Linked DNA regions of Zea mays: all the other regions are linked to region 1. The links are chromatin contacts, called in public Hi-C maps. All regions are on one chromosome and are shown on one strand. Each heading gives the region's core, a stretch centred on a gene start, on an enhancer-like site or on the middle of the called end of the contact. The rest is flanking DNA. Distances are from core to core; before and after follow the strand shown. Region 1 has its middle 41 kb from the start of LOC100274657. Region 2 holds the start of LOC103638222 (3-ketoacyl-CoA synthase 5). Region 3 holds the start of LOC100381508.

Evidence for each region. Hi-C and Micro-C count contacts between places; a contact is called where the count stands out from the background.
Region 2: a Hi-C map of ear shows a contact between it and region 1, with 5 times the contacts expected there. The contact joins the promoter of LOC103638222 here to the enhancer-like site in region 1. A contact is called at or near these places in 2 of 25 Hi-C or Micro-C datasets (ear and tassel).
Region 3: a contact with region 1 is called in a Hi-C map of leaf, with 9 times the contacts expected there. The contact joins the promoter of LOC100381508 here to the enhancer-like site in region 1. A contact is called at or near these places in 5 of 25 Hi-C or Micro-C datasets (bundle sheath, ear, endosperm and 2 more) and 1 of 3 datasets of contacts at active chromatin or transcription factors (leaf).

Annotation. Positions count from the first base shown.
Region 1 is chr9:33,390,924-33,394,590 of Zm-B73-REFERENCE-NAM-5.0, forward strand. No RefSeq gene overlaps it. Among protein-coding and RNA genes, the nearest start is that of LOC100274657, 41 kb to the left of the region's middle. Within about 2 kb of position 1,873, at least 15 of the 20 cell types and tissues checked have an H3K27ac peak or open chromatin away from gene starts, as enhancers often do. A contact at or near this core is called in bundle sheath, ear, leaf and 1 more, where this site is marked.
Region 2 is chr9:33,585,991-33,589,657 of Zm-B73-REFERENCE-NAM-5.0, forward strand. LOC103638222 (3-ketoacyl-CoA synthase 5) reads right to left here and starts at 1,832. Exons shown (of 2, transcript XM_020544094.2): 1 at 1,501-1,832; 2 at 1-965. The coding sequence starts at 1,832.
Region 3 is chr9:33,201,993-33,205,659 of Zm-B73-REFERENCE-NAM-5.0, forward strand. It overlaps LOC100381508, which reads right to left and starts at 2,100. Exons shown (of 12, transcript NM_001361435.1): 1 at 1,668-2,100; 2 at 1,134-1,337; 3 at 902-1,047; 4 at 531-793; 5 at 181-269. The coding sequence starts at 2,057.

The DNA of each region.
Region 1 (3,667 bases), core at 623-3,122:
AAGAAAACCGCCGATATAAATCATATTTTTATAGGTGGTTTCTAAAAAAACCACATGTTAAAAAGTGCATTTCTACATATAGTTTTCTTAAAGAACCATATGTAAAAACATATTCATGCTATCGTGCCATCACCACGTAAAATTCTTATCCTCCGGTGGTCAGGTTGGCTGGCATTGGCAAGCACCAGGCCACCAGCCACGCTAGAAGCACCGCTGCACATGCATATAACACAGTGTCATATATCAACTAAATTTTACATGTACATTTAATCAAATTATTTCGATCAAATATTTGATAATTCAGTGATAGTTTTAAAATTTGAACATTAATGGGTATGCATACACTAAATTACACATTAAATCTTATATTTAAAGATTAGGTTAAAACAATAATAAGCCTTACATATAAAAACCAAGTTAAAAATATTCTCAAACTATAATACTCCCTCCATCTCAAAATAAAGTTCTTTCTAGCCCTTTTTACATCCACATTCGAATAGATGATAATAAATATAGACATACACGCAAACTACATTCATAGATTAATTAATGAATGTATATTAAGTCTAAAACAAATTATATTTTTGGGATGTATGGAGTATAAAATAGATGAAAAGCTATAACGATAGTTTATAAAATGTAGTGTAGGTATGAAAAGGGATTATCTAATTTTTTTAGTTGGACCTTCTAAATACACAATTATCTTGACTTAATCCTACACCAAGCAGTCTAGTATTCAGTGGCATTTCACGAGTCGTGCTTGTCAAAAAATTTAAGCGATCAAATGCTGGATTGTTGATTTTATGATTGTATTGTCCGTTCAACAACCCACCTCGAGACTTCGTTGATAAGTCTTAAGGTCATAGCCTTGAACACAAAAAATTACAAGCTACAAGATAATTAGCACAATATTCTTTCTATGTTGCCATTTTTAGATAATTTTTTTATTTTTTTATAAATATATTCGTATATATACAGCATATATGCTGGACACGTGGAGTATGTAGGGCATACCTAGCATACCCCTAGTTACGCCACTGATACAACATAATAGCACACATTCTAGGTTAGACACCTGGGCTCAATACTAGCGTGCACAGCCGTGGGCGGCAGCCTGGCCTGTTTTATTTGGGTTTATGACCGTTAGAATCGACTTGTGCAAGCTAAACGTTTCGTTTATCAGTCTGTTTCTGTGAGAATCGTTTTTGTAAAAACAGTCTAAATGAATGTGAATGTAGAATATGTCGAGTCGTCATGACGGAAGAAATCCATCGCTTTCTAAACACTAAATCGTGTAGACCTTTTAATCTTATTCCGCACGTAAGCCCCACGATATTTAAATTCTTGTAACAGCTAGATTATCCAGTAATTCAGATTCTCAGAAAAAGCTTTTAAGAAAAAAAGGGCTCAAAGTATAGTATGTAAGACCATGATAGATTTCATATTTGTGTTTAAAATATACCACATAATCAGAAAAGAAAAATGAAATATTGATTAAAGTTGTCTCTCATGGTGAAGAGTTTTATTCAGCACTATTTGTATAGGTAACATGCGAGAGCCTATTTCATATTTTTTTATCAATGGCTTGTCATGTTATCTAAATTGCTGACATGATACATTATTTTAATGTGAATAAAACTTCTATAAAACTACATTTTGACTGGCCTAGCGAGCGGTTAGCGGTGGCAAGCCCGGTCAAAGATTCCACGTGCATTCATGGCGGCCCGTCACGGCCCGGCCGAACATCTGGCCCTTGCCATGCTCCGACACATTTGTATAAAAATAACGCGCACGGATCCAGCTACTGGCCGCCATCCTTGGTCGTGGGCTCGTGGCGCTGCCAGCGGCAGGGTCGCGATAAATGGGCGCCGGCCGGACTCGACCGAACAGCAGAAGCAGCACACGCCCGGCACGGCAAGAATTGAAAACGGACGCCCTGAGGCTGGCCGGCGCAGAGGGCGCACGCGGCCAGAGCCGCATCGAGCGAGGCAAGTGCAAGTGCAAGTGCAATGCAATGCAATGCAGCATCGTACGTGCCCATCCATCTTTGCCATGGGCAGTAGTAACAGTAACTTCACTTGTCACAGTACATTTTGCTAGCAATGCATGTAATCGATCCAACTCGCTGTACATTTTTCCTTTTTTTAAACGGGCAAAAGTTATTTATTAGTTCTAGTTTGGTAACCCTATTTTTTTCAAGGGATTATTCTTTTCTTAATTAAAATTAGTTCATTTTCCCTTATAAAATAGGAATCCTTTGAAAAGTAGAGTTCCCAAACTAGCCTAAAAAAATTTAGAAAAAAGTTTTTTAAAAAAGAGAGAAGGGTACACGATCTAGAGGACCGCGAGTCGCATCCCATCCCATCCCGTCCCGGACAGGTGCGCGTTGCTGATGTCCGGCCGCATCCCGTACCTGTTGATGATCATGTCCGTGAAGGACGGGATGAGCGCGAACATGCTGCATTTGACCACCACACGATGTCGATGGCGATGGGGCTGATCACGGCCGCATCCTGTAGCTGCCTCAGCTGATGAGCTGGCCACAAGCTCATTCTGTTTGCTGTCGTCGGACCTGCTGGCGCGAGCGCGTGCGTGCTCGAACGAGACGAATGGCACTGTGGAGTGTGCGTGAGACTGTGAGAGTGAGCTCAACACTCAGCTGCTAAAAGCGAGTGTGATCTTCTGAGCGGGAGAGGAAGGAGAAGGAATGGCTAGTTTTTAAAGCCGGTGGGATCAGCAAGGGGATTATCGACGCATCTTGGTGGGCCACGAGGGTCTTTACTCGTCCACGCTAGCGAGCTGCCGCATCGGCATGGTTCACCGATAAATCTGATGAAATCATGTCGCTAATCAAATTTATGCAGTTGTGTGAACTTTTTCTCACTAAGCAACTATTGAGATATAGTGTTCATAGCTCAGTAAAAGGGCAGGTTGCCATGTTTTTACATGTGGTAGGTCATAACCAAAGGTTTAGAGTTATACACATGACCTTTCGAAGGTCTATTGAGACCATCAGTAGATACTTCGGGGAAAGTATTGTATGTTGTTGGTGAACTGAGGAATGAAATGATCTTGCCACCTTCAACTGCTACACCAACCAAAATTAGAGATAGCCACAAATGGTACCCCTATTTCAAGGTCAGCCAAATCCAAACACATCACTTCTTTTCATGTTGGGTTTGTAGTAACAAATGTTTGCCCTAATATGTAGGACTGTATTGGTGCCATTGATGGCACTCATGTGTTAACAAGAGTTCTTAGATATCAAAGGGATGCCTTCCTTGGTAGGAAACACAACACAACAGAGAACATCTTAGTTGTTGTAGACTTTGATCTAAGGTTTACATATGTTCTTGCTGGCATGGAGGGATCAACATATGATGCCTTATCCTAGCTGTTGCCCTTGAGAGAGAAGATGGTATAAAAGTGCCCCAAGGTAAAAAATAGTATTGGTCTACACAATGCGCATTTTCCTTAGTATTCCCTAATATATGATCTATGATGTTAGGTAAATTTTACCTTGTAGATGATGCTTATGCTAGCAGACCTAGGTTTTTACCCCCTTAACGTGCCACACGGTACCACTTAAGTGAATATGGGGGGAGGAACCCACAGAACCAAAAAGAGCTCTTCAACCTTAGACATTCATCACTAAGGGTGACAATAG
Region 2 (3,667 bases), core at 582-3,081, 200 kb after region 1:
CCTCGATGTACGCTAGCTCGTACCACAGCGAGCTGCTGGACGTGTTCCCGAACCGGTGCAACGCCATCCTGGACGCCTCTACCTGCTCGTCCGACAGTTTGAGGCTGCGCTGCAGCTCGTCGATGACGGCGCGGCCGCCCGCGTGGATGCAGAAGTGGTCGAAGGCGGTGCGGAAGTCGGGGATGTACGGCTTGAACTTGCCGCTGAGCACCTTCCGCGCGATGAAGGAGAGGGCGAACAGGAGCTGCTCCGAGGCCGGGAGGACGAGGGGTCCCATGGCGGTGATGTTGGCCTTGAGCGCGTTCCCGGCGATGGTCATCAGGTCCTTGTTCAGGTTGATCCCGACGTTGCCGCTGTCGTCCTCCTGCTGGAACACGCACGTGTACGCGTTGTCCTGCGCGCCGGTGAGCGTGCGCACGACGTGCTTGAGGCGGAACCTGGCCTTGGCCGGGGAGTTGGACAGCAACGCCGCGGCGCCGCCTATGCGGAAGAGGCAGTTGGGAAGGAGCATGGCACGCTCGCTGCCGACGTAGTAGTTGGGCGTGATGGTCTCCGTGGAGACGACCAGCGCGTGCGTGCCTTCCGGAGCGACCTGGAGGAGGTTCCTGGCGAGCCCCACGGAGATGAGCCCGGCGCTGCACCCCATGCCGGAGAGGTGCACGCTGCGGACGTCGCTGCGCAGCCCGTACCTGTTTATGATCATGTCGACCAAGGACGGCGTGGGGCAGAAGAGGCTGCAGTTGGCGACGACGATGTCGATGGCGCCGGGGCTGACGCCCGTCTTGGCGAACAGGTCGTCGAGCGTCGAGAAGACGACGAGGTCCACCTCGCCGCGCGCCGCGTCGATGGTGCAGTACTTGTAGGGCGGGATGTAGTGGTGCGCGGGGGGCAGGCACGTCTCCTCCCCGAGCCCCGAGCGCTCCAGCAGCTTGGTCATGAACCGGATGCTGCGCTCGTTGAGCACCGGCACTGTTGGGAATAGTCCCACATTGTGTGGTGAGAGTGTGATAGCATGGTTTATAAGGTTGAGGGTGCAACCCCTGACAGGCTAGCTTTTTGGGGGAGTTTTGGCCCAAGAGACCTAAAAGCCCGCTGCTATACGTGCGGGCGCGTGTGTCGCGGCCCGACAGCCTGGGTGGGCGCGCCGTGTGTGCGGGCGGCCCCAACGGACACGCCGTGTGTCGGCGGTCCGGTTCCAACAATTGGTATCAGAGGCAGGTTGGCCCAGTGCATTCTCAGATAAATTTCGGCTCACAATGTGTGAGGGGGAGATTGTTGGGAATAGTCCCACATTGTGTGGTGAGAGTGTGATAGCATGGTTTATAAGGTTGAGGGTGCAACCCCTGACAGGCTAGCTTTTTGGGGAGTTTTGGCCCAAGAGACCTAAAAGCCCGCTGCTATACGTGCGGGCGCGTGTGTCGCGGCCCGACAGCCTGGGTGGGCGCGCCGTGTGTGCGGGCGGCCCCAACGGACACGCCGTGTGTCGGCGGTCCGGTTCCAACAGGCACCTGCTTCGCGTGCTCCAGGAAGGTGGAGAAGGGGACGCGGCAGTTGGACGCCGTGCGGAAGCAGGCGTAGTCCACCAGGTACACCGCCCGCGGCCGCAGCATGAGGTACACCGTGGCAGCCGCGGCCGGGACGAACGCGGCGAGGAAGAGGTGCGCGGGTCGCACCTCACCGAGCCGGCCGGCCAGTTCCTCCGGCGGCCCGAACCGCGCCGCGGCGACCAGCGCGGCCGCGGCGACCGGCACCGCCACGACGGCGAGGATGTTGTCCACGACCCGGCGGTACACGGCCATGAGGCCCCTGGCCAGCGGAGGTGGCGAGTTCATGCTGCCCCTTTTTTTCTTCTCTCTCTTTCTGCGATGCACAGACACTCTTGTGGGCACGCTTGTGCGAGTGGTGTCGATTCGGACAGGGAGCACCGAGGTGAGATTGTTTTAAAGCCGCGGCGGCGCAGGACCAGGACGGTCTCTTTCCTTAAGTCACACGCGAGCAGACTACCTCGCAACTCGCAGTAGACAGGCACATCACTACTTGAAACTTGATAGATAAAGCTGGTGCGAAGCAGCCTATTACTCGAAAGGACTTCAATTAGGAATTAACTGAATCTCGTTCGCCGCCAAGTTCGCGCGAGCGTTGTGTTTTAGTTTTTTTTTTTAATTTTCCGTATGTGTATGAGGGACAGTTCCTTTCACCCATTTGTTCTTTAAAAGGAAGCTTTATTAATCTTAGCCAATTACATCGAGTGATACAATTACACTAAGAAGTCTTACCCATTTGTTCTTTAAAAGGAAGCTTTATTAATCTTAGCCAATTACATCGAGTGATACAATTACACTAAGAAGTCTTACGGCCTCTACACAAATAGGGTGTACACAGCCACGAAAAATAAAAAAAAGACATACCAATAGTTATCATGTCACAGTGACAATAACCGACGCCACACAACTTAGACTTCAGAACCAACCCCTAACAAAGCAACACTTAGATCCCGTGAAGGCTCTCCAACAACAACATCTCCAAAGAGAATACGATACGCTCACGCACCGCTGTTGTATGAGCCAATAAGTTAAGGCCAGAACCAAAGTTTCCACCATAGAAAACAACTCCTTGAATTTCAAACAATGGCTCCAGCGAGACCGTTGCCAGGTACAACCAACTAAGATCAGACCTAGATATTTCTCCCTGAAATCAAAGAAACAATAAACACAGTACTACCATATCGGAGATCCAAAATTCCACCACCACCCCCAAACCGAGCTCGTGATGGCATACCACTCAGTCTTAGCCTATAATAATGACCACAAACTCTATGACAGACACAACACCCCATAGATAAGCACATCTACGATGACTTATTCGCGAACACGCCAATTGGCACACAAAATCAATCCGTAGGATCCATCTAAAGATGACGCGTCATCTAAGTAAGCGAATTCGTCGATCGATTCTAAGATGATACAAGTCACAAAGTATGTATGAACAACACTGGCTATGAAGACGTCGTTGCGAGGAGGAGATACAGTCACTTGACGAAAGCCACAGTGCGGACCTCCGCAAGACGACGATGGCAGCCGACTGCCAACCGATAGCTAAACGAACGGCCTAAACCATCGCGTCGAAACGCGAGGGCACAAGATCCGAAGGCGTGCCCCCCTAGATCTGTCGATGCACAAAGTGCCAGAAGAGGTCGACGATGATGAAGGGGAGCGGACCCTGAGGTAGCCAGCCCCCGTGTCAACTGCCGATGAAGAGCAGCGCTAGCGGGGGCTGAGCCGGCGGTGACTGCGTCAACCGTCAACCGGAAGCAGCACCAGCGAGCGGTGGGATCGATGACGCCTGCTGCTAGAGACACTCATGACGGCAGTGCCAGCCACGCCCACGACTCTGCCAGAGGGGAACTACACCCGCGGAGACTGGACGAACAGTGCTCATAGAAGCCCGAATCGACATGACGCCAAGGACAAGATTGGGACAAGAGGGGAGGGAAGGAGGAACGCGGAGGCGGGCTTTGAGGTGCTGGCATCGTCTTCGCCGCCGCCGGGGTAGAGCTAGGGTTTGAGCTCGATTTTTTTTCGAGCTAGTGGAAAGGATTGTTGTCGCAATACAGAAGATGCGACCCTATTCTTCTCACCCCTTTTGCTTAGATAATGAAGACGGGGAA
Region 3 (3,667 bases), core at 850-3,349, 190 kb before region 1:
ATGCAAAATTATACTATTATAGCAAAAGCAAAGGTCAAATTTTCAACAAAAGAAATGTTATACTTCTGTGTGTATCTACACTACATTGAACAGTTGATAACAATACAATGTTAAGAATTAGCTTCTTCCAAAAGTAGCATAAAAATGTTGCATAACAAGGTAAAATAATCTGGTGGTCACCTGAGCTTCAGCTTGCAAATGCTTGCACATGATTTTCCAGTAAAGAGCAACCTCAGCATCCATGAGTTGAATATTGGAATCTCGTTCTGCTGAAAATATTATAAGAATGATGATACCGAGCAGCAGAAAGAGGATGAATGAGCAGAGACAACTTGATTCTTCTGTGTTTTCAAACAAACGAACTTGAAAAAACATAGATTGCATGGGGTTATCTTTCAGGTTTATTCATTTCATTGGAGTTAGTTACTTTGTCCTTTGTCAGAGATTCATATTCACAATGAACATGAACTGAGCAACAAAATCTGGAGAAAGGTCAGTTTGAAAGTAGGAGACAGACTGGGATGAAGAACCTTTTTCACCATTTGCAGTGAAGTACTGCCTAATACTGTGCCCATCTTGCACTCGCAAAGCACCATCTTTTAGAAGCACTGCCATTACAGATTCTCCAACTGATTCATATGTCTCGACATCAAGAAATCTGAGAAGGGAAATCACATCCCCTCCACAGTACTTAACAAGCCACTCATCCTTCAGCATCTTCAGGCACTCGTTGTTTACTGAAGCAGACCTATCAGATAGGCCCCTGTGAAGGACAGTAGTCCTTTGCTTAATGCTGAAACCAAAACAAAACAAAGAATAAAAATTCACTGATACAGTAAGTTTTGTGCTTTTCATGCACGTGCATTGGTCTGTTCTAATTCCAATGTATGTGATTACTCACCTAAGAGTCTGCAGGGGAAATTTAGTTGCAAGCACAGAATATGCTGCTCGTCTAACTGATTCACTAATGTCAAGCATTGATTCAACTACGCTCTCTAGTGTATTATTTGATGGTGGAAGAGAAAAAACTATTGTCTTCCGAACCTCCTTCAAAAATGAAACAAGGCCACAATTAGATACAGAGAGATGAACACGTCGAATACTAGTAAGCTATTAAGAACGATATCACATACAGCATTCGGCTCATTGTCTAGGGTCTCGAGGAATAGGTCAACAATGCCACCATCCTCTCCTTCAACTGCAAAACGGGACAATGCTCGCACAGCATAAGTGCGAATTGCAGCATTCTTATCTTGAACCCGGACCTTCATGCCATCAATTACTTCATCCCAAATCTCATCGCTCACCTCAGCATCATCTGGCAGCCGCATTATAATCTGCAAGCAGAATTGCAAATGCAATCTGAGTCGAAGGGGTCAACAATATGCAAATGAAGGACTTGCCATAACACTTCGGCGCAACTAGAACAAAATATGACTGATGATGACTAAATAAATCAGGCAACTTGTTACAAGGGCAACATCCGGACAAGTGCTTTATTGAAGCATATTTGCACAAGAGAGCTGAACCTAAGCTCAGTAGAAAAAGAACACAATTAAACACAACATACATTTAACATCTATAAACACCTCTATAGCGTGCTGACTAAGGGAAACTAGTTTTTCACTAAAATGGAGGCAACGTTTCCAGTGTTTTTCTTAGGTCACCTCAGAGATGATTTGGCATGCGCGGAATCGCGCGGGACGGTGCGCGGCCTTGGACGCGGTGACGAGGAACCGAAGGAACTCCTCGAGGAACCCGTTCCCACCATCGTCGGCCGATGATGCGGAAGCGGACGCGAAGGCAGAGATGAAGCGGGCGACGCGGTCAGATTCAGCGGATCGGCGGGCGAGGGCGAAGAGCGGCGTGACAGCGACGTGGAAGGCTGCGATGAAGAGGCGGCCGCCGCCTCCTGAAGAGGAGCGGAGGGCCGCGAGCTCCCGCAGCTTACGCGGTTGCACGGCGTGGGATGCGCGGCACTCGTCCAGCACCCGCGCCACCTCGCGCGCGAGACGATCGGAATCTCCAGCGCCGATGACGGCCGCGGCGGGCGCCATGGGGTACACCGTACACGGAGGAGGCGGAGTGGGTTTTGGGAGTGGGAAAGGGGAAATTTTTGAATCGTGGAGAGGGAACGGGATGAAATCGCTGAAAACATTGGAGCGGAACGTGCGCGATGCCATCACACTGCACAGTGGGACCGGTGTACGCGGTCACGCAGTGGTCGTTATGGGCTGGGAAAGTGGTTTTGTTATGGGCTCGTGCTGGGCTACAACTAATCACCTGGTCAGCTTCTCACTCGCAATAAATATGTTTCTCTTCTCTCTCTTCTCTATCTCTACTGCTATAAAACGTCAGTTTCGATAGTTGTTCTGCAACATGCGCAAAGCGTGTAGGTCTATTCTTCTTCTCTATCAGTGGGTTGTTACCCTATAGATAGATCGTTAAAACCACTCAAGCCCCTATTAGTGGGGCCGTTACTGAACAAATAGGTCGTGAGAACCCCACAAACCCAACACGACAGAAGTCGTCGCACGCAGCGCAATGCTCCTCGTAGTATCATCTCGTTAGGTAAAGATGAGCGAGCAACCGAACAGGCTAAGGGTCAGGTTCTTTTTCAACTCATATTTTTCTAGGCTTGTTAGCTAAAATAAAGTGTAATTTTTGTTCTTATATGTCGTCGCAACGCACAAACACCGTACTATTAAATAGAAATTATGTGTTTTCCTCTATAAAAAGTAAACAACATAGTTAAAAAATTAGAGCAAATTATGTCCATCGTACCATAACTTAACAGGTGACTACAAATTGATCCAACGACTTATAAACTGTTCAAGTAAATACCACAACTTGATAAATTGGTGTATGCAAAATCCAAACATGCTAATATGCCAAAATACGTACTCACCGGTTAGGATTAGAATTAATGGATAATCTAGCCAATATAAACATTCTAAACTAAACATGAACAATACTATATTGTTGCGTCTTTTTAGCCCAATACTAACGAACCCTACAACATGTGCACGGTGTGCAAGACCTTAGGATCGGCTCTACGGGTTGACAGAACGTCTACTAAGGTAGGTCACCAAAAGATATGTTTGCGCCTTTTGGGGACAAATACTAACGAACCATATGACCTATTGCAGAACCTTGGGTCGGCTTTGTGGGTTGGCAGACCGTCTGCGGTAGGTCACAGGACCATCCGCAACGAGTAGAGAGCTCACGGGTAAACATAGATCTAACCTCCCGGGAGGGACCCCGTCAGGGAGAATGGACTTTAGGGTTGTTCTAGTATCGATAGGCCACCTAGAACTCATCAAGTCAATGTAGAACATAAGAGAGGGAGAAGGGGTTGGAATATATCTAAAGTTGAAAAATAAAAAGGTAAATGACTAAAATAAAGGGAAATAGATTGGTTCGATTGGATTGTGTGTGTCTCAACCGGTCATACCTCTTCATATTTATAAAGGGATATCTTGACTCTTTCCTAAGCGAAGTCCAACAAAATCTCGTGAGATGTTCGGAGAATCCCGTGAGAAATCAGGACTCTGACCTAAACTGATCTAATCCCAGACTATCTGAGGTAGCATGTTGGACCATCTGAAGCGCAGACTGTCCGTACTACTATAGCAGTCGTTTGTGTAGTACCACTGTTACCAAATTA